7 separate regions of the Mus musculus genome follow, and all the other regions are linked to region 2. Evidence: chromatin contacts called from public ChIA-PET, HiChIP or PLAC-seq and promoter capture Hi-C data. All regions are on one chromosome and are shown on one strand. Each heading gives the region's core, a stretch centred on a gene start, on an enhancer-like site or on the middle of the called end of the contact. The rest is flanking DNA. Distances are from core to core; before and after follow the strand shown. Region 1 holds the start of Josd1 (Josephin domain containing 1). Region 2 holds the start of Mief1 (mitochondrial elongation factor 1). Region 3 holds the start of Ddx17 (DEAD box helicase 17). Region 4 holds the start of Cby1 (chibby family member 1, beta catenin antagonist). Region 5 overlaps Tnrc6b (trinucleotide repeat containing 6b). Region 6 overlaps Tnrc6b (trinucleotide repeat containing 6b). Region 7 overlaps Tnrc6b (trinucleotide repeat containing 6b).

Evidence for each region. Promoter capture Hi-C pulls out the DNA fragments that hold promoters and counts their contacts. ChIA-PET counts read pairs in DNA pulled down with a chosen protein or histone mark. HiChIP or PLAC-seq counts read pairs in DNA pulled down with a chosen protein or histone mark.
Region 1: a contact with region 2 is called in an RNA polymerase II ChIA-PET map of memory CD8 T cells, with 21 read pairs. The contact joins the promoter of Josd1 here to the promoter of Mief1 in region 2. A contact is called at or near these places in 7 of 39 promoter capture datasets (3T3-L1-derived adipocytes, cranial neural crest, embryonic stem cells and 3 more), 2 of 484 Hi-C or Micro-C datasets (both in embryonic stem cells), 7 of 115 datasets of contacts at active chromatin or transcription factors (the SCID.adh cell line, bone marrow-derived macrophages, embryonic stem cells and 4 more) and 2 of 9 other capture datasets (adipose tissue and liver).
Region 3: a contact with region 2 is called in an H3K4me3 HiChIP or PLAC-seq map of bone marrow-derived macrophages, with 6 times the contacts expected there. The contact joins the promoter of Ddx17 here to the promoter of Mief1 in region 2. A contact is called at or near these places in 4 of 39 promoter capture datasets (erythroid cells, liver and pre-B cells), 2 of 115 datasets of contacts at active chromatin or transcription factors (bone marrow-derived macrophages and large pre-B cells) and 2 of 9 other capture datasets (adipose tissue and liver).
Region 4: a promoter capture Hi-C map of pre-B cells shows a contact between it and region 2, with 5 times the contacts expected there. The contact joins the promoter of Cby1 here to the promoter of Mief1 in region 2. A contact is called at or near these places in 12 of 39 promoter capture datasets (the 3T3-L1 cell line, 3T3-L1-derived adipocytes, the C10 cell line and 7 more) and 1 of 484 Hi-C or Micro-C datasets (pre-B cells).
Region 5: an H3K4me3 HiChIP or PLAC-seq map of bone marrow-derived macrophages shows a contact between it and region 2, with 5 times the contacts expected there. The contact joins the enhancer-like site here to the promoter of Mief1 in region 2. A contact is called at or near these places in 2 of 39 promoter capture datasets (cranial neural crest and hippocampal neurons) and 6 of 115 datasets of contacts at active chromatin or transcription factors (astrocytes, bone marrow-derived macrophages, embryonic forebrain and 3 more).
Region 6: a contact with region 2 is called in an H3K4me3 HiChIP or PLAC-seq map of bone marrow-derived macrophages, with 5 times the contacts expected there. The contact joins the enhancer-like site here to the promoter of Mief1 in region 2. A contact is called at or near these places in 2 of 39 promoter capture datasets (cranial neural crest and embryonic stem cells), 3 of 115 datasets of contacts at active chromatin or transcription factors (bone marrow-derived macrophages, effector CD8 T cells and embryonic midbrain) and 2 of 9 other capture datasets (adipose tissue and liver).
Region 7: a contact with region 2 is called in an H3K4me3 HiChIP or PLAC-seq map of bone marrow-derived macrophages, with 4 times the contacts expected there. The contact joins the enhancer-like site here to the promoter of Mief1 in region 2. A contact is called at or near these places in 5 of 39 promoter capture datasets (the C10 cell line, cranial neural crest, liver and 1 more), 1 of 15 datasets of contacts at CTCF or cohesin (large pre-B cells), 1 of 484 Hi-C or Micro-C datasets (pre-B cells), 15 of 115 datasets of contacts at active chromatin or transcription factors (the 230-238 cell line, the SCID.adh cell line, bone marrow-derived macrophages and 11 more) and 3 of 9 other capture datasets (bone marrow-derived macrophages, macrophages and pancreatic islet).

The regions. Positions count from the first base shown.
Region 1 is chr15:79,686,549-79,689,248 of GRCm38.p6, forward strand. It overlaps Josd1 (Josephin domain containing 1), which reads right to left and starts at 1,324. Exons shown (of 4, transcript NM_028792.3): 1 at 185-1,324. The coding sequence starts at 369.
Region 2 is chr15:80,232,653-80,235,352 of GRCm38.p6, forward strand. It overlaps Mief1 (mitochondrial elongation factor 1), which reads left to right and starts at 1,428. Exons shown (of 6, transcript NM_178719.5): 1 at 1,428-1,529.
Region 3 is chr15:79,545,368-79,548,067 of GRCm38.p6, forward strand. It overlaps Ddx17 (DEAD box helicase 17), which reads right to left and starts at 1,374. Exons shown (of 13, transcript NM_001040187.1): 1 at 828-1,374. The coding sequence starts at 877.
Region 4 is chr15:79,657,976-79,660,675 of GRCm38.p6, forward strand. Cby1 (chibby family member 1, beta catenin antagonist) reads left to right here and starts at 1,252. Exons shown (of 5, transcript NM_028634.3): 1 at 1,252-1,318. It overlaps Fam227a (family with sequence similarity 227, member A), which reads right to left and starts at 981. Exons shown (of 18, transcript NM_029407.1): 1 at 706-981.
Region 5 is chr15:80,885,623-80,888,322 of GRCm38.p6, forward strand. Tnrc6b (trinucleotide repeat containing 6b) reads left to right here. Exons shown (of 25, transcript NM_144812.3): 11 at 1,337-1,411; 12 at 2,208-2,253. Among named protein-coding and RNA genes, the nearest start is that of Mir5113, 53 kb to the right of the region's middle. Within about 2 kb of position 1,344, at least 20 of the 459 cell types and tissues checked have an H3K27ac peak or open chromatin away from gene starts, as enhancers often do. A contact at or near this core is called in bone marrow-derived macrophages, where this site is marked.
Region 6 is chr15:80,811,697-80,814,396 of GRCm38.p6, forward strand. The region is part of intron 4 of Tnrc6b (trinucleotide repeat containing 6b); the gene reads left to right. Among named protein-coding and RNA genes, the nearest start is that of Tnrc6b, 100 kb to the left of the region's middle. Within about 2 kb of position 1,360, at least 104 of the 459 cell types and tissues checked have an H3K27ac peak or open chromatin away from gene starts, as enhancers often do. A contact at or near this core is called in adipose tissue and bone marrow-derived macrophages, where this site is marked.
Region 7 is chr15:80,791,442-80,794,141 of GRCm38.p6, forward strand. All of the region lies in intron 4 of Tnrc6b (trinucleotide repeat containing 6b), which reads left to right. Among named protein-coding and RNA genes, the nearest start is that of Tnrc6b, 81 kb to the left of the region's middle. Within about 2 kb of position 1,315, at least 24 of the 459 cell types and tissues checked have an H3K27ac peak or open chromatin away from gene starts, as enhancers often do. A contact at or near this core is called in bone marrow-derived macrophages, where this site is marked.

The DNA.
Region 1 (2,700 bases), core at 74-2,573, 550 kb before region 2:
ACAGATGGACCATAGATGGTGACTACCTGCCTGCCATTTCTGTGTGCCTCATTCCTGCCCCCAGCATCTAAATTCCAAACCTGTAGGTTTGAAGGTTTCTGTCCCCGAGACACTGCACCACCCACACAAACTCAGAAATACCAAGAAGTGGGGGGGATCGAGATGCCAAGCAGGGGAGTCCTACCTCTGGAAAATCTCCTGCAGCGTTTCCCGCGTGAAGGCGTTGCTGTCCTGGAAGACGTTGTTGAGAGCATGAAGAGCACAGAGCTCCCTGCGCTGCTTCTCATGGTAGATTTGTGGGGGCGCTGCTTGGGGAAGGTCCGAGGATTCAGCTTTGGCCTTGTCTCCTTTCCATGGCACGCAACTCATGTTTTTCGATTTAGGTTCCAGGCAGAGCCGCTAAACACTCCGCTCCTTCCCTCCTGAGGAAAGTCTAGGTTTCTGTCTTCGGATTCCTGAGATTCACCTATTTATTCTCTGGTGTTCATGATTTATGCTTTGTCACTGGGAGGAAAGGTTGGAATCAAAAGGGACAAAAAAAAAAATCTACCTTTTTCTGTCTTCTCGATAGGAAAAAATAACTTTTGGATTAGTTTATTTAGCCAACACTTTCAAAGTGTAGAATTAACAAAGAAAAAAAAAACATATAAAACGTAGGATTCCTCCCTTTGGCTGCCGCCTTCCCCTCCCACCCCCTTTGGAAAAAAAGAAACACCACGCTTTCCTGGCCGTGTTTTCCTCTCTGCAGATGCCAACTAGGCCTCAATGCAGGAGGGCAGAACCGAAGGGGTCACATCGCTCCTTTTCTTCCATTTCGTCCGAATCACAACACCACAGGCTCCGAAGACCGGGTTGGGTGGCGGAGAAAAGGCCCAATGCCAAGAGCTAGCGAGGATCGGAGGGCGTGAGGTCGCGGGCCGCGCGGGGGCTCCGGGGATAGCGCTCCATGACCGCCAGCGGACTGGCGGACTCGGCCCAGCGGAGGAGCCGCTTCGCCTCGGCGCGGGAGGAGCCGCGGAAAGGGGAACGGCAGCCCGGGCGCCGCCGCGGGGAGGTCCCGCCTGGCCCGCGAGGGTGCGGCCGGACGCCTTGCCTCGCCCGGTGCAGCCTTGGCCCACCGGGCTGACCGTCCCCGCAGCGACCTCCTGCTGTCACGTGAGGCCAGTCCCGGGCTCCTTCCCGCTGCCTGCCCGGCGGGGACTGTTCGTCTCCCCGACGCCGCCACCTGGAGCTTGCGGGCCGCCACCTGGCCCACGCGCGGACAAGCAGGCGGCGGAGCGGGCGGGCACGCGCACCTGAGCCCGACGTCAGCGGCGTTCACTCCGCGCGCGCCCCAGACACGCCCCCGCGCTGACCCCGCCTGCCAACCTCGCGTCACCCCTGACGTTGTGTGACGTAGCCAACGCGGGCTGTTGGTCCGGTGGAGGTGCTTAGAGGTCGCGGAGCCGTTGTGCAGGGTTGTGGAGCTCCGCGGTAGCGGGGGAGGTCGACTTGTCGCTTCGCCGCAGCTCCGCCCCGGCGCCCACTCCCGCCTGGACGCCGCAGGGCCCTCCTCCCGGCAGAGTGCTTTCTTGAGCCCGGGCAGCGGCTGCCCTGGCCCACTTATGTTCATCAGATTTCCTAACACTTTACCGACGCGGTCGGGCGTAATCTTGGTTGGTGAACCCGACCGCCTCCAGTTTTCTTTGAGAGCTGAGGGCAAGACTCTCGCCGGGAGTCATATTTCAAATGGAAACCTGAGTTCTATTTCAGATCCTTGGTGTCGTATTCCAGTTCACTTCACACAAACCACTGCCCTTTTGATCAGCAACCTTCTCTTGATGGCTGTCACAAGCCTTCCTTTCTGTGTTTTCTTTTCCCTTCTGATCCTTCTTTTTAGACGTGTGTGTGTGTGCGCGTGTGTGTTCTCTAGTTCAGCTGGTCTCAAACTCATTACGTAACCAAGAATGTCCAATTTGTTCAGGGCAAGGGATCGAACCTTGGTAAATGCAAGACAAGCACTCTACCAACTAGAGCTCCGTATTTTGAGTTTAGCTGAGTACATTGTGTCCAAAGGCAGACTATTTACAGTTTCCCATGGGTTTAAATTAAGTCACTGTTTCTAACTTGCCTTCCTATCGGATTTTTGTTAGGGAAAACAACAGATTTGCACTTTCAAAGTAATGGTTTCTCTAATCCTCATGATCACCCCAATCAACAGTATTGTGCAACACATCTGAGAGATTACCACATGATAGGGCATCCTCTACCTAGACTACTTTTGAATTATCTTTTTGTGTGTGTGTGTGTGTAATGTGTAAACTACCAAACTGTTACAGTGTATTTACATAGGATTTATCTCCTAGGGACTTGCTGTTCAACCAGAATTATTGTAAACATCTATTAATTAACTGATGAGTAATTAATTATTGTTAAGCAAATTAGACTTTTTTTTTCTTTTTCAGGGAGAAAAATACAGCCCAAAGAAGTCGATCAAGTTGTTTGAAATCATTATGTCTATAGTGAATTAAGGGTTTGAGCTTGGACCAAATTGTTTTCAGAAAGAGAATGTAAAGATGATTAGGAATTACCTCTCAACTGTTACTTTTTATATTTATTCTCCAAAACATTCAATTCGAAAAGCAAGTATTCAGAATATATATCCTTTCTAGGCAAAGTCCTATAGTGAGAAGGACAGTCTTTCCCCCCAGCCAGATAGCA
Region 2 (2,700 bases), core at 178-2,677:
TATCACAGAGAAAGGAGCTTCAGTTGAGGAAATGCCTCCATGAGATCCAACTGTAAGGCATTTTCTCAATTAGTGATCAAGGGGGAAAGGCCCTTGTGGGTGGGACCATCTCAGGGCTGGTAGTCTTGGTTCTATAAGAAAGCGGGCTGAGCAAGCCAGGGGAGGCAAGCTAGTACAGAACATCCCTCCATGGCCTCTGCATCAGCTCCTGCTCCCTGACCTGCTTGAGTTCCAGTCCTGACTTCCTTGGTGATGAACAGCAGTATGGAAGTGTAAGCCAAATAAACCCTTTCCTCCCCAACTTGCTTCTTGGTCATGATGTTTGTGCAGGAATAGAAACCCTGACTAAGACACAGTCCATCCATTCACCAGTGAAATGCCTACTGTACCTGAACCTGTGCCCTGGGTAAATGAATGTTCCCCTTGAGCTGCAATTCCTATAAGGTCCTGTTTCCTTATGATGTGAGTTGATAGTTATGTCCAGTCCTGTACCCAGTCCAGAGGATCCCAGATTGCCCATGCTCTGTGAAACCTGGCTGAACCCTGAGGTTTGCATCAGTGTCTCGGCTGGCTGGTCTCTGGTCTCCAAAACACCACAGATATGTGGGGGCTGGAAGACACTTTAATGTTTAGCCCCCATTATACTGGGAGCATGGGGCAGGAGTGGGGTGAGTGTGGGAAGGTTAGTGAATCTGGAAAAGGTAATCCTGACATCCGAGACTCTGTGTGTGAGTGGGTAATCCTAAGGTCTCCCCCAGAGGGTCTCCTTGTCCTTTACGAGTGGAAAACTCGTCTACTTAGGAGACTGTCCCGAGGGATAGGTTACCCGGTCTTCTAGCTGGAAATTTCACAAACTAGATTTATTTGGGTCACAAACTTCTTTCTTTAAAAAGCAAAGTAGGGCGGCCTAAAAGAATGGAAAGCCACACACTTTGGAGGAATACTGAGCTTGGACCCACTGTGAGCCTCTGCAGGGCTCAGCTTTCAGTGCAAATGACCCTGCCTCCCTCGGCCTCGATTTTCCCAAGTGTAACACTGGAATGCTGAAGTCTACCAAACAGAGAGGTTGGGTTGGACAAAATGCAGTGTGTCAAGTAATCAATTCAGTGTGGTCAGAGCCTCTCGCAGGCCAGACGTAGGCAGCAGGTGGAGGGCGACGACTTGCGGCTCCTCCCTTAAGCCACACCCAGCCAGCACTGAGTTTACACAGAGACTGCACAGTAACGCTTTCGGAGGAGGGGCCGTGGAGCTAGGTAACGTCACCTAGGAGGCGGGGCTGCGTCTGTGGGCGGGGCCCCACGACGGGCAGCGCTGGACTAAGTTCCGGGCTCCGCCTCCGGAGGGAGGCTACGGAGGGGCCGACCGGAAGTGCTTCCGCCTCCGCCCGCCTCCGCGCTCCCTGTCGCGTCTCCGTCGGCCCCGCGAGCGAGGTCGTGCCCCGGAAGTAGAGGGGCCATGTTGATGGGTGACCCGGAGAGAGGTACTGGGCGAGTGGCGAGTCCTGAGGAAAGGTAGCGCGTGGTCCGCGGGTGAGTGAGGGAGCGAATGAGGGCGGCCGGGGATCGCCCGTTTGAGCTCGGGCCAGTTTGGGGGCTACCGGCTCCCACCGGGGCCTCCAAGCTTCGCCCCGCCCCGCCTCAAGACCCGGTTGCCTCAAGCCACAGAGCCAGCCTGGCCCCGGGGTCTGCGTTCCCGTCCTCTGGGCGTTGTACCCCGATCGGAGCCCGTAGTCAGTCACTCAGCGACCTCGTTCCAGCCCCTGCGTGACGTTCTCCTTCCAGCCCTCCGTTGTTTTTCTGCATCTTTTGCATCCCGGAAGACCCTCAGGGCCAAAGGGGAGCTGTTCTGCAGTTGAGGAAAAAGGGACAGCGGTGGCTTGCCCCGGTTCGCGCTGGAAGTTAGCAAGGTCAGAGGCTACTGCTTCTGTCTTGGAGCCCAAAGTTCAGATCATTTTTTGTTTTTCATCCAGGAACTCCCTTCACCCCTGAAACACATACAGGCTCATACAACAACTGTTTCTTCCTCATAGGGTTATGGGGAGGATTCCTCCTTCCAGCCTAGTTTTGAGGTTGGTGAGCCCTGGGCCCTGTGCTGGCAAAGTTTGCTGAACGCCCTGAAGTGCACACATGTAAGACACCCCCCCCCCCCGCCCCCACCTCATTCCAGCGAGTTAGGGTCTGGATTGTTTTGGTGAGTGGGCAAATCACTTCCTTTTGGGAATGATGTCACATACTTGGCACACATCTTTCATCTCAGCTCTCAGGAGGCAGAGACAGGAGGATTTCAGAGTTTGAGGGCAGCCTGCTTTACAGAGTGAGTTCTAGGACAGCCAGAGCTCCGTAGAGAGGCCCTGCATCAGGAAACCAAATTAAACAAAAGCAAAAGAAAGCAAAAACAGAAAGAATAAAAAGAAAGAAAGAAAGAAAGAAAGAAGAGATAGAGTGATGTCTCTGTGGTTAAGAGCACTGGCTGCTTTTCAGAGGACCCAGGCTCAATTTCCAGCACTTCTGTGGTGGCTCACAACTGTATATATTATAACTCCAGTCTAAGGATATGACAGTGTTACACTCTCAAGGCAAACTGGCATGTAGACAAACATGCAGGCAAATACCCATACAGAAAAAAGTAAAAAAGTAATTAAAACAATAAGGCCAATCAGCGTGATGCTGCTTATATGGTGGTACCAGGATCCAGATATAA
Region 3 (2,700 bases), core at 124-2,623, 690 kb before region 2:
AGTTTTCTTTTGTTTTCAATCTGTAATAATGGCCAAAACCCAATCTTTAGGAGATTTTAAGGCTAAGTCTAATAAGGATAATAATGTGGCTCCTATGTGTTATTTCCACTGGGCTTGCTTATAATCCCAAACTGCTTGGATCTTGAATAATGACCTAGGACAGAATAAAGCTTCTACAATTACGATTCCTTTACAAGGCTTATTCTGATTTTTTTTTCTTTCTACCACTGCCCTCACTTTGAACTCTGCTAACTGTTCTCTTGTTCTGATCTGTGTAGCCCAGGCTAGCTTTGAACTCCAAGCCTGACTCAGTCTCTAGTGCAGGGTGTGCCACCTCAAGGAGTTCTCTTGATTTCAACAGGCTTTGTTAGTTTCAAAAAAAAAAAAAAAAAGTCACCCGCAATTTGGATCTTTTGGAAAGCAACTCCAGCACTTCCCATTCCAATCTGATTCCACTTAACCAAAAATATAACAGAAAGGGAGTAAAACCTAGTTTAAAACCAAAAAAAGGCCTTTTCGACTCCAGTCCCTCTCTAACAGGGATGGCTAACATAGCGGAAAAGAAACGATCTCAAGCAGCTTTTCCTAGATTAAAACTTGAGCATCCGGATCCTCCCCCAGACAGACACTGCGGCCGGCCTGCAGGGATCAAATGATCAGCGAGCGGGCCAAGAGAGGCGACAAGGCTGGCCTGCCACTTCCGAGCCAGGATCGCGGTCCGCAGAGACGTCCGCCCAAGCCTGAGGCCTGCGCGCCGCCGCCATTGTACGGCGCGAGCCTCAGGGCTCTGCGGGCCACCCCGCCCCCCGCCCGCACCTCCCCCTTACCCTCCACGGTCCCTGTCACGATCCCGATCCCCAAAGCCGCCTCCACGCATGGTCCCAAACGGATAAAGATCTGGGAGCGGGGCACGGATGACCGAGCTCGGGAGGGCCTGCGGCTCGGGTCTAGTGATGACCGATGGCGGCGGCGGCGCCTCCGCTGTTGGGGCGGCGGCAGGCGCGGCGCTGTCTCGCTCCGACGCGCTGTCTCCCGTCGCAGACGCCACCGTCGCCGCCTCTCTCGTCGGAGACGGGAGCACAACTCAGAGAATCGGGGTTGTTAGGACAGTCGGGAGGTCTGGTCCCGCTCAAACCGGGCGGTGCCACGGTTGAGGCGTCTCCCTTCCTTCCCAGCAACTGCACAAAATGGCGGCGGCCGCGGAGACCGCTCCAACTTAACGCTACGCACGGCCCAGACGCTACGTAAACAGCGTCTGGAGGGCTCCGCGCGACGCCACGGACATTCTCGGAACCGCTTTACGTCGGTGACGGAGATGGGGGCCCTGGTCGGCCCACCTTAAACAAGGCAATGTGCGCAACCGGCGTAGGGTTCTCGCACCGCCAGCTCTAGAACGTTGGCTGGGGGTGGGGCGAGCCGTCGGCACGACGTCACAGTGTTGGCGTCGTTGGCCCGCCCACTATTGCGGGTCAGCGCAGTCTTCGTAGCGCATTCTGTTTCGAGAATGGACTTTTCCCGGCATTCCGAGCTCAACCCGGCGCTTGAGGCCGGCCTTGTGCAGACATAATGGTAGCACTCCACGTAGCCTTAGTCAGACTTCCGGGTCTCTGGGCAGTAGAACCCAGAGAGTCTTGAGGCCGCTTTCTTGGTTCCAACGTCCCAACGCCGTGTGCCCCAAGCTGGCCACACAGCCCGGCGCCATTTCTTTCCCGTCGCTTTTCGCCGCGCTGGCGCCGCAGCCATGTTGGATGCGTCGTGTCGCTCTCTTTCAGCGGCCAACAGCCTGGCTGGGCCAAAAGACACCCTGTGTTTCCCGCGTTTCTTACTGAGGTGCTATTTTCCGAACAAAGGGTTGGCACCTTTTCCTCTGGCCGTAGTTGACGCAGAGGCCACACCTTCCCAGAGTCCTTTCTGAGGTGGGCGCCTTGGACCTTAGCCACCATGAAAATGGGTGCCTTACCCGGGTGCCCCACTGCAGAAGCGGTGGGTTTGACAGGCTAGGATTTGCAAACCCTATCCGGGGAGGGCAGGCTGGGCTAGGCCGCCGGTGCCACCCAACTCCTAGATTGCTTTCTTTGGCTCGCCATCCCTGCGCACTGCCAAGCCACACAAACTTGGACATAGTTGCTTTACTAAATTGTGGAACTGCTGGGTTCCTTGAGACCTCTAGGCTCATTTCTACCGCCGCGGAGAATGGAGGCCGGCAGACTGGAGGCTTAGTCTTGTCTCATGTCCTGAGTGTTGCTTAGGTTAGGAAAGCCAGGAGAGTAAAGAGGCGTCTTGAGAAACGGTTCATTTGTCACTTCGGCCATGGAGAGCCAGGCATTGTGCTAGTTGCTGGGACACTGGGGATCCAACACGTTCCTTGGCACAGAGCTTTATTCTCTAGAGACGGAGAGGAGACAGATGACAAATGTGTATGTTAGACTTTTGCTGACTTGGAAAAGAAAATGGTGTTGAGGCTGTGGAACAGTGCTTGCTGACCGTGACTGAAGCCCTGGATTCAACACCCAGCACCTCCAAGAACAACAGCAAAAAAACACTAAAGGGAAGGCCATACTTTAATTCCAGCACTCGTGGGTGAATCTCTTGAGTTAAACGCCAGCTTGGTCTACCAAGTGAGTTCCAGAATAGCCAGGGTGACACAAAGAAACCCTCTCTCAAAAACCAACCAACAAACACCAAAGAAACAAAAACAAG
Region 4 (2,700 bases), core at 2-2,501, 570 kb before region 2:
GAGATAAGGAGTACCCAGGGAGACTTTATCTCAAAATACGAAAGGTGCTTCGGGGATAGCACCGGTAGAGGGCGCACAAGGTTTAATATCAAAAAGCTTCTAGAGCCTGGCGGTGGTGGCGGACGCCTTTAATCCCAGCACTTGGGAGGCAGGCGGATTTCTGAGTTTGAGGCCAGCCTGGTCAACAGACTGAGTTCCAGGACAGCCAGGGCTACACAGAGAAACCCTGTCTCGAAAAAAACAAACAAGCAAACAAACAAACATACAAACAAACAAACAAACAAAAAAACTTCTAGAATGATCGCAACTTTCAAATGTGTTCTGCTTTATGTTTCTGTAGCGGTTGCTACACTAGATATGGTTGATTTTGATGTGGAATTCTCTCTTCGAACGCTGTGTGGCAAAGGTGGAGGAAGACTGCTTGGAGCTGGGTCCTGTCCTTTATGGTGGGATGACCTCGTACACCCACTAGGCAGCCAAGAAACGCCTCCTGGATGGCCATTTCTTCATTTACCAAACCGAGCTACAATGTCCTTAGGACTTGAGGAATCCTGGAGCTGACTCTCCAGTTCTCTACCCCTTGTACACTGGGCAACCTTCCCTGGACCTCAGTTTCCCTTGCTTGTGGGAGTGTGGAGGAGGCAAGACTGGCAGGAGCCAGTTTGCTACTGGCAGGGAGTCGTCATATCTGTCCGTCTGTCTTACCTGAAAGCTTCGGCAGAAGCGTCAGGGCGGGTTCCGCCACCAGCCCCTCCAGTGACCGGACCAAGCTCCGGATGTCCGCCAGCATCCGCGGCCCAAGGGGCGCGGTTTGCTTTGTGGCCGGGGCGGGGGAGCTGCAGGTCGGTCCATTTTGCTACTGTGAGTCCAGCCTGGGTCACCACTTAACATTTTTAACACAACAAAGCAGCTTTCGGCCTGCTTTGTTGCCAAGGAAAACGATTACTATGACGACGGCGGCGCTGACCCGGGGACCAGACCAACGTATTTAGGGGGTCATGCCTCTCCCAGCCTATGCCACAAGGCATGTGTGTATCTCCAGAAGTCGTGCCCAAGGCATGTGTGTATCTCCAGAAGTCGTGCCCAAGGCTTTCTTCTATTCGTGAACCTTAGAGAGTCCGCAGGGGCTCCGCTGCTTCGCGGAGGCTCGTCTCGGAGCTGGCTCCCTCTGCATTCTCAGTGGTAGAAGCCAGAGAGGCTGCGCATGCGCACGATGGTTGCCCGGCGCCGGCCAATCGCGGTCGCGGCGGTTGACGCGGCCTGGGCAGATCCTTGCAGAAAGCTGCAGGCTAGCTCGGGATTCCGGCTTCGCAGACAGGTACCTCTGGGAGCGGCGGGCGGATATCCGTGCCAGTAGTGGTGGGTGGGATGCCCGGGTACCCCTGGAGAAGCGGGCAGGCTGGACCGTGGCATGCTCCGCGGGCACCTCTTGCGACGGAGACTCGGAGATGGTGTTTTGACCCCATCCTTTGAAGGTCTTCTCCTAACCCGTACAGAACTCTTTGGGTTTTGTGACCCGTGAGACTGGCTGGCTCTTAACTTTTTCGAGACACCTTTCCCTTTGAGAATCCAGTGAAAACCAAAGATGCTTCCTTCCTTTATTTTTTGTCAGAATGAAGAGAATGTATTTTATAGCCTGATGCAAACTAAAGCTTCGCACAGTAAGTGCATTTCCCTGTAAAGGGGGACAATTTGATCTACTTCTCAGGGTCATGGTGAGCATCAAATGTCCCAACAGTTTGTAAACATGAAAGCACTCTTAACCTACGAGCTGCAGGCTGTTATCATTCGTGATTATAAATAAGGGACGTCACTGGCCGGAGAAATGGATCAGAGTCTCAGAGAACTGGTTGCTGTTGCAGAGAACTGGGATTCGATTCCCAGCTCACAAACGCCAGTAACTCTAGTTGTAGAATCTGCAGACACAAGGCACGACCATGGTATCCCAGGCAAAACACTCAGACACATTAAAAACAACAGCAAACAAAGCCTTTGAGGCCCTTGGGGGATGATAAAACGTTGGACTCCCCAGAGGGTGAGCAACAGGGTTGGTTGGGAACCAAGTGCAAACCTTTAATTTTCTTGGCCCATAGTCTTCTATGAGAGAGCTTCCCTAAAGAACCCTAGGATACCTTGAACGGTGTGTGTATGTGTGTGTGTTTAAAAAAAAAAATCTGTGAAGGGGACTAGAGAAAAGGCTCAGTGAATGTGGGTACTTGCTGCTCAAGTGTGAGACCATGGATTCAAGTCCCCAACATCTCAGTTAAAAGCCTACCACAAGCCGGCGCGTGGTGGCACACGCCTTTAATCCCAGCACTCGGGAGGCAGAGGCAGGCGGATTTCTGAGTTCGAGGCCAGCCTGGTCTACAAAGTGAAGTTCCAGGACAGCCAGGGCTACACAGAGAAACCCTATCTCGAAAAACCAAAAAAAAAAAAAAAAAAAAAGCCTGCTACAAGCTCGGACCCCTGCAATGCTAACACTGTTGGTGGCGGAGACAGGATTGCTTGTGCTCGCTGGCCGCCAGTCTAGCTCCAGGTTCAGTGAGAGACCCCATCTAAAGGGAATGCAACAGGACACCTGACGTCCCCCCTCCAGACTCCGAATCTGCACACAAATATTAATAAAGTGGATACACACACACACACCTACCTGCACATATGCATGCATTCAGCACATAAACACATAATTGGAAAAAAAAA
Region 5 (2,700 bases), core at 94-2,593, 650 kb after region 2:
CCCAACTCAAATGGCAACCAAGATTTGCTTAATTGGAAGTTGAATATTTCAATTCCGATACCAGTGGTTCTGACCTTCAGTACTAAGGACTTCATTTTTTTGTTGGTGGTGGTGGTGGTGTTTTTTTTGTTTTTTGTTTTTTTGAGACAGAGTTTCTCTGTGTAGCCCTGGCTGTCCTGGAGCTCACTTTGTAGACCAGGCTGGCCTCGAACTCAGAAATCCACCTGTCTCTGCCTCCCGAGTGCTGGGATTAAAGGTGTGCGCCACCACACCCAGCCTAGGACTTTTTTTAATGTGATAAAATACACAAAATGTAAAAATTGTCATCTTAACCATTTTTCAATATGCAGGTCAGTGCCACTGAGTGTGCTCACATGCAGTTTGTTTTCTTCTAACGCTGAAAGCTCTGCACTAATAAACTCACTATCTCTCATGCTTGCCAGGACTCTTCTTTAATCTTAATAAAATATATATCTATCACCATAATATATAATTAATTATTAATTTATATATTATATAATTAAAAGGTTATTTATAATTATATATTGTATCTAACATGATATAATATGCAATGTTGTAATATATAGATATATTTGTATATAAGTATATAATATTATATACACTTATTTATGGAGCAAGCTGGTTGTGGTGGCTCATATCTGTAATCACAACCCTCGAAGACAAAAGGCAAAAGGATCAAGAGTTCAAGATATTCTAGGCTTTAGTGAGTGAGGACATCCTGTCTCAACTAACACCAACAATAATAATAAGTATGACATATCATAGCACATGGAATGTTTACCTATAGAATGTGCAGGCCCACAAAGCTCATCCCCCATCCCATTAATCCCTGCCTTCCACTGTGCCAGAGCTCAAGGATAGTGGCTTCCTCCAGGCCTCTTTCTCACTGAGAACTGATGGCCTCCATGCTGTGAACCATATGAAGAGCTCTCTGGATGCATTCCACATTGCCCCCACACAGAGTGATGTTGTGTTCAAACAGGCTCCTTTCCAAACAACATGCACCAGTAGCAATTCTTTCCCTGTTACAAGCCTGCTGGGGTCACAGAAGAGCATCCTACGGGAGGTGGCAGTGGCAGTATGTAGACATCTTACACAGTCTGATACCACTTCTTTGCATGTAAAAAGTAAACTTTGTTTTTCCACTTCACTATGATAAGTAGGAGTAAAAGCATGACTGGACCTAGGGCTTACTAGTCATTTAAAGCTATCAGGTTCAGGAAGGTGAACTCTCAGCTTTGCATTTTCAGTGTGGTTTATAGTTTGGGAGGTTGTGATGAGCTCTGTGACTGAGGTCATGTGTTTCATTCTGTAGTGCTCACTAAAAGGAGGAAACAATGATTCATGGATGAATCCTCTTGCCAAACAGTTTTCAAATATGGGATTGCTGGTAAGTTTCATTTTTCTTCATGTATAAACATAATCTCAAATTTCAGGCATAGTAAGTACACATGTACAGTACAAAATTACAGATTTAAATATGGGTTAAACAGTGTTCTTGGCCCTCTGAGCTAAACAGTATTTCTATTTTATTAAGTGATATATACCAACATTAAAAGTGAATTGTCTTTGTATCTTTTCTCTTGGAAAGGTGGAAACAACAAAGACACTTAAATGGACACTTGTTACTAGTGTCTGCACATCATTTTTAAAAATAAAAATAATCAGAATCACTATACTGGGATTCATTATGTAGAGAAAAATGTGTGCTGTGTCTTTACTTTCCTTATCTCTTGGGAACACTGTGAAGACATCTGGTCATGGTTGTCAAAAGACAAATGATTTGACTACACAGTTTAAGATTTGCTCACTGACACGTCATAAGAAGATATTATCACCATTTAGCTACAACTTGTGGAGTTTGACTATGCATACTTAAGAAGCAGTTTATTTCTCCAGGCAGCTGTTGAACTTGTCCTCTGTCCATAGCTGTACTGATGTTGCTTACATGTGTAATTGACATGTGTAATTACATGTGTTAGACACTTAATTAAGCCTTGATGGCCATCAAATTGTGATTGCAAAAATGTTACAGCCTTCACTCCAGTTTCAAGGTCACGGCAGAGGCTCTTGTGGAGTGCCTATGGTCATGAGGCTCTCACATGAGCAGGAGCGCCTCTTCTCTGATGTACAACGTGTATCCTCCCTTAATCCTTACTCACTTGTGTTTGCTTTGTTTTGTTCAGAGTCAAACTGAGGATAACCCAAGCAGCAAAATGGATTTGTCTGTAGGTATGTGTCTCTACAAACAGGAGGGGAACGTGTTCACGGCTCTGCCAGGCCCTTGGCATCTCCTGCCCTGCTTGGGTTGAGGCAGATTGATAGACATGCTTGATGCTAACTGCTTTATTTTATATCAGATTTCATGCACTAAAGCAGTATAGAGGTTGAAAATTCAAATGACTGAAGTTCCAGGAGAATGTGAAGGAATGTTAAATGCTAGGTTTAACTGTGAGGAGGGTATGTCCACCTCAGAAGCCAACCTTATTCTACTACATGAAAAGTGCAAACTTCACTGCACCATCCCTTATTAGCATCCAGATTTTTTTCCCAAGTACTGGGAGCTAGATTCAGATTATTTTAATATGTCTGTGATACTAGTAAACTAGACCATCAGATTGACTCTCTGTACCCCAAGGTTTTCATCTTTGTCATACTTTTCCGTTGTGACCAGAGCAA
Region 6 (2,700 bases), core at 110-2,609, 580 kb after region 2:
TGGAGGCCAGAAGACATCAGATCCCCTGAAACTGAAGTTACAAGTGGTTGCTGAGCTGCCCTGTGGGTGTTAGGAACCAAATTCAGGTCCTCTGCAAGAGTGTAGTGCTCTCAATCACTGAGCCTTCTCCCTCACCTAGCATCCCATTCCTAGTATTCTTCTCTAAAACTTACACTGTAGTGAAGCAAGCTGGATTTGGTATTTCCTGAGTCACCTCAATATTTTAATATGCTAGTCCCCAGCTTTAGGTGTCTTGTGTTGTCCTGGAACTTACTCTACAAACCAGGCTGGCCTCAAACTTAGAGACCCACCTGCCTCTGCCTCTGGAGTGCTGTGTGTGTGTGTGTGTGTGTGTGTGTGTGTGTGTGTGTGTGTGTGTGTGTGTGTGTGTGTGTTTGTGTGTGTGTTTGTCCCCTGGTGTTTTCCTGGAACTTACTCTACAAACCAGGCTGGCCTCAAACTTAGAGATCCACCTGCCTCTGCCTCTGGAGTGCTCTGTGTGTGTGTGTGTGTGTGTGTGTGTGTGTGTGTGTTTGTCCCCTGGCCTTTGAACTGGATTTTAAAGAAGACAATTTTGGAGCCTTGAGTGACGGTTCATGCCAGCAGTCCTAGCACTCCAGATATTGTTGCAAGAATAAGGCCTTGTCTCAAAACAAAGGGAAGGGAAAGGAAAAGAGGGAGAGGGAAAAGGGCATGCTAAACTCCCACATAAGTCACTGGTATTAAATTTGTTAAGTCAAATTCACCACGATTATCATCTCAAAGTAAACAATATTAACAAAAAATGTACAGATAATCTCAGACTAAGAGGCATACCATTAAATTGAATATAAATTTATGATATAGCAATATAAAGAAACCTACATTGCTTACTTTTTTTCTACCTTCCCTCTATTGGTCAGCATAGATGCTCAAATTTAGTATTTGGGAACTGCATCTTAATTACAGGTGAACTCAAGATGTATCACAGTTAACTATGTGCTTGGTCGTTTTATTAGCCTCACTCACAGGAATAAACCTTTTTTCAAGTTCTAGGACTCCTTTCATTCTTTCTTAGTGACTAAAATAGTGATTTCATTGAGTCACACTTAAAAAAAGTTTTTTTGAAGGAAATTACAAGCCATAGATGTAACTGTAGAACAGTGACTGCTAAGAGTACACAGTCCTCAGTGCCACAAGAACAATGCTATAGGTTTTTTTAAATTACTTTGCTCTGTCTTAAATAAACAGATAATAGGGAGCAGATAACTATTAATGTTTGTGTAAGACAGAAAGGGGGACAGTGAACCCCATTACCTATGGAGCAAGTAGAACCTAGAGAAAAATGAGGAAACTGTGGTAGAGTTGATCTGACCCGGCAAGCGGTGATTATGTAAGAATGGCAAGTGGCGGGCTGCAGCGATGACTCAGTGGGTAAGAGCACCAGCTGCTCTTCCAAAGGTCCTGAGTTCAATTCCCAGCAACCACATGGTAGCTCACATGGGATCTGATGCCCTCTTCTGGTGTGTCTAAAGACTGCTACTATGTGTTCATAGACATTACATACATACATACATCTTTAAAAAGGAGTGGCAAGTAGATTGTTAAGTCATATTACAGACATTTCTTTCTTTTTGTTTGTTTCATTTATTTTGTTTGCATGTGTGCACACAGGCAAACATATATGTCTGCCATGGCATGCATGTGGGGTCAGGGGACAACTTACAGGAGTCAATTCTAGGGATCCAACTCAGTTGGTGAGGCTTTACAGCATGTGCCTTTCCTGCTGGACTGTTTCACCAACTCAAGTTTTTATTTTTGGGACATGGTCCGTATCCCAGGCAGGGCTCCCGATTTCTTTCAGTCTCAGCTTCCTGAGTGCTAGGATTAAACACTATATCTTATGTATGGTTTAGCTGGCCTGCTTGTCAGCCTTTATGAGTTATGGATAATGGCATGGCAAAATTTCTAACATACTACGTTTTAATTTTAATTTTCACCTTCTACTGTTGTATTTTAAATGACAAAGTTTTTAATTCTGGCAACTGGACATCAATTGTCGCTGTATCCCTCTGAAAGATAAAATGTTTCTTGTATTCACTCTACTCCAGTAACTGAGGCCCTAGCTAGCAGCTCACTGGCCTACTCTGCTATGCTGACCCTATCAGCACTTGGGGGGAGGGGGTCCTTCTCAGCTACCCTAAACTTACAATCCTTCTGCCTGGCCCTTTCCAGGACTTAGGCATAAATGAGCTTCTGAAGTCAGGGCTGTTGTATGTGCAGTTGGCCCAGAGTTGGGCCAGTCACAGTGCTGGGTACCTCAGCTTTTTTCTAAGGTACTGACTGGGGCAGTGATACCTTCCTCAGGAAGTTGCTCTAGGGGTTGTCTGAGTTTGTTTTGAAGTGTTTAGCATATTGTTGGCTCTCAGTTTTTGTTTATTAGTGTTTCAGGATAGTGTTGTTGGATAGCATTGGCTATCTGGAAGAGTTGTTTAGGTTTTCTCCCTGTTCCCATTTATTTTTGAGATAGTATCTTACTTAACACTACAGATCAGGCTCCCTAGCTGGAATTTGTGAGTGACTCTCCTACCTCAGTCTCCTGAGTGCTCAGATTACAAGCATATACCACCTCAGCCAGCTAGAGCTGTGTCTTGATGTGTTTTATAATTAAAGAACAAACAACAATAACAACAACAAAAAACCCTGGATTTTGCCAGATGG
Region 7 (2,700 bases), core at 65-2,564, 560 kb after region 2:
AATAAAATAATCAGATGTTATCAACGCCAAAACAGAGACTATAAATCATGGAACAAATAGAGGCTAGGAATAAGCGTTCACATATATGGGTAAAAAAGCTTTGACAAAGATGCAAGAATAAAATTATAAGGCATTTCCAGAAATACCGAAAAACTGGAATATCTATGTGCAAAGTATGAGTTTTAATCCATACCTCACACACACATTTCTCAAAAGTAGTTACTCGACTGGACTGAGACTCGCTGTCTGCCTCCACCTCCCAATGTTAAGGGTGTGCATCATTATACCAGCGGATGAACAATGCCTGCGATTAAGGGTGTGCATCATTATACCCAGCAGATGAATTGTGTATATTTAATCATTCATCCCATATTCTTCCCCTGACTCCTAGATCTGCCCTGCCATTTGTTTCCAGCTTTACGCCCATTTGTGTTACCTATCAAAGCATGGATGTTGAACCATCTCCTGGAATATGGGTGACCTATGAGGGGCCACGCTGCTAAAGAAAACGAATTCTTTCCCTTCTCTAGCACCATCAACTACCAGTAGCTCCTTGGCTAGGGTGAGGGCTTGTGAGGCCTTTCCTTCTCTATGCTAGAATGTTGACAAACTTGACCTTGAGTAGATACCCTAGCTGATAGAAGTTCAAGAGTATATTGTTACAGTCATGTCCAGGAGCCACTGTTTTCCCTGATCTGCCTCTGATCTTCCCAACCTCTGCCTCTTAAAATCTTTTTACTCCCAAGATTTTCTCTGAGCCAGGAGGCTGGGGGGAGCTGTATTGTATAGATATCCTATTTATAGCTGAGAACTCTACAGACATATATTCTTTACACTTTGATTACGTATGTTTCTACATTAACCGCTGTCTACTGCACAAATGAGCTTTGAAGAGAGCTGAGAACTGTAGTACTCATGTAAGTAAAGATGCAGGTCTTTAGAGGGTAATTGATGCCATGTCAGTTTAGAAAAATAATGATAGTAGGTTAAGCCCATAGAGCCTATGGTTTCCTCAACCATAGATTCTGGATCAGTTTACAGTACCAAGTCTGTGTTTCCTCTCATAGGATGCCAGGCCTTAAACCCAACCAGAAAAGACTTGGCTACTTCTATACTATTTGTGCCACTATTTCAGCAATTCTCCTATTGTGCCAGTCTGGTCCTAATGGTAGCTTGCAAGAATCACAGGTGGGTGAGACCGTGGATGACTTTCCTTCACCAGCAGGCTGCAGAGCACCTTCTAGTACTTTGAAAGCCAGCCAGCAAGAGAAGAAACTTCCCTATAGGATCAACTTGATTTCTTCATGTCCTGTGACCAAAGTATGTGGTATATTGAGCAATAGGATCTTACCATCAAGACCTGGTGTGCAATCAAGAGCAGTGCCAGGAGCCTGTATTGTTTTGGGGGTCCTTAGGAAATCTCTGACCAACACCTCGAGGGGCAGATGTCTCTCTTAGCACTAGACCTTTTGTTTTCTTTTTGTTCTTTCTCTTTCTTTCTCTCTCTCTTTCGCTCGCTCGCTTTCTTCTTTCTTTCTTCTCTCTTTCTCTCTCTTTCTTTTTTCTTTCTTTTTCTCTTTCTTTCTCTCTCTCTTTCTTTCTTTCTCTCTCTCTCTTCTTTCTGTCTGTCTGTCTGTCTGTCTGTCTGTCTGTCTCTCTCTCTCTCTCTCTCTCTCTCTCTCTCTCTCTCTTTCTTTCTTTCTTTCTTGACAAGGTTTCTGTGTAGCCCTGGCTGTCCTGGAACTCACTCTGTAGACCAGACTGGCCTCAAACTCAGACATCCACCTGCCTCTGCCTATTGAGTGCTGGGATTAAAAGTGTGCACCGCTACCACCCATCAGTACTAGACTTTAAATTTGGCAGTCTGTAGCTTCTGGGAGGAACATTATCCTCTGTTTAGGTCATTCCAATTTCTCTTTCTCCCTCTCTTCGCCTCCCCTGCACACTTGTTCCCCCCTCCCCACAGCCCACTTACGAAACAGTAAGTTTACATTTGGGTTTTTTTTCCTGTTTTAGGTTGATTTTTATGTATATGAGCACTTGCTTGCATGTATGTATATGCACCATGCATGTACCTAGTTCCTTCAGAGGCCAGGAAGTGGTGTCAGATCACCTTGAATTGGAGTTATAGACAGTTGTAAGCCACCATGTAGATGCTGGAAACTGATCCCAGGTCCTCTGCAAGAGTAGCCAGTGCTCTTAACCACTAAATCATCTCTTTGGACCTATGGCTTTTCCAAATATCCCTAGTGTTAGATATCCTTTTCTCTTCCCTTCCTTCCCACCACTAGCCCCTCTTAACACTTCCCATAATTCCCGTTCATATGTGTTCTATGGTCACTTCTACCTTAAAATCTTTCCTCCCCTCCTCTTGGTCCCTTTCTAGTTTCCTGACTTCTGTAGCAGTCTAGAAGACTGAGCCCGGGATCTCAGGCATGCTAAGGAAAGTTGGAGGAAGATAGCACTATTTAGGGGCTGTGGCAGATCTGGAAAGTGGTAACGGAAGCAAATGGCTTTTACCCTAGAGCAGTGGGTTCTCAGCCTTCCTAATGCTGCAGTCCCTTAATACAGTTCCTCATGTGGTGCTGACCCCCAGCCATAAAATTATTTTAGTTGCTACTTAATAACTGTAATTTTGCTACTGTTATGAATCATAGTGTATTTTTGGAGATAGAGGATTGCCAAAGGGGTTATAACCCA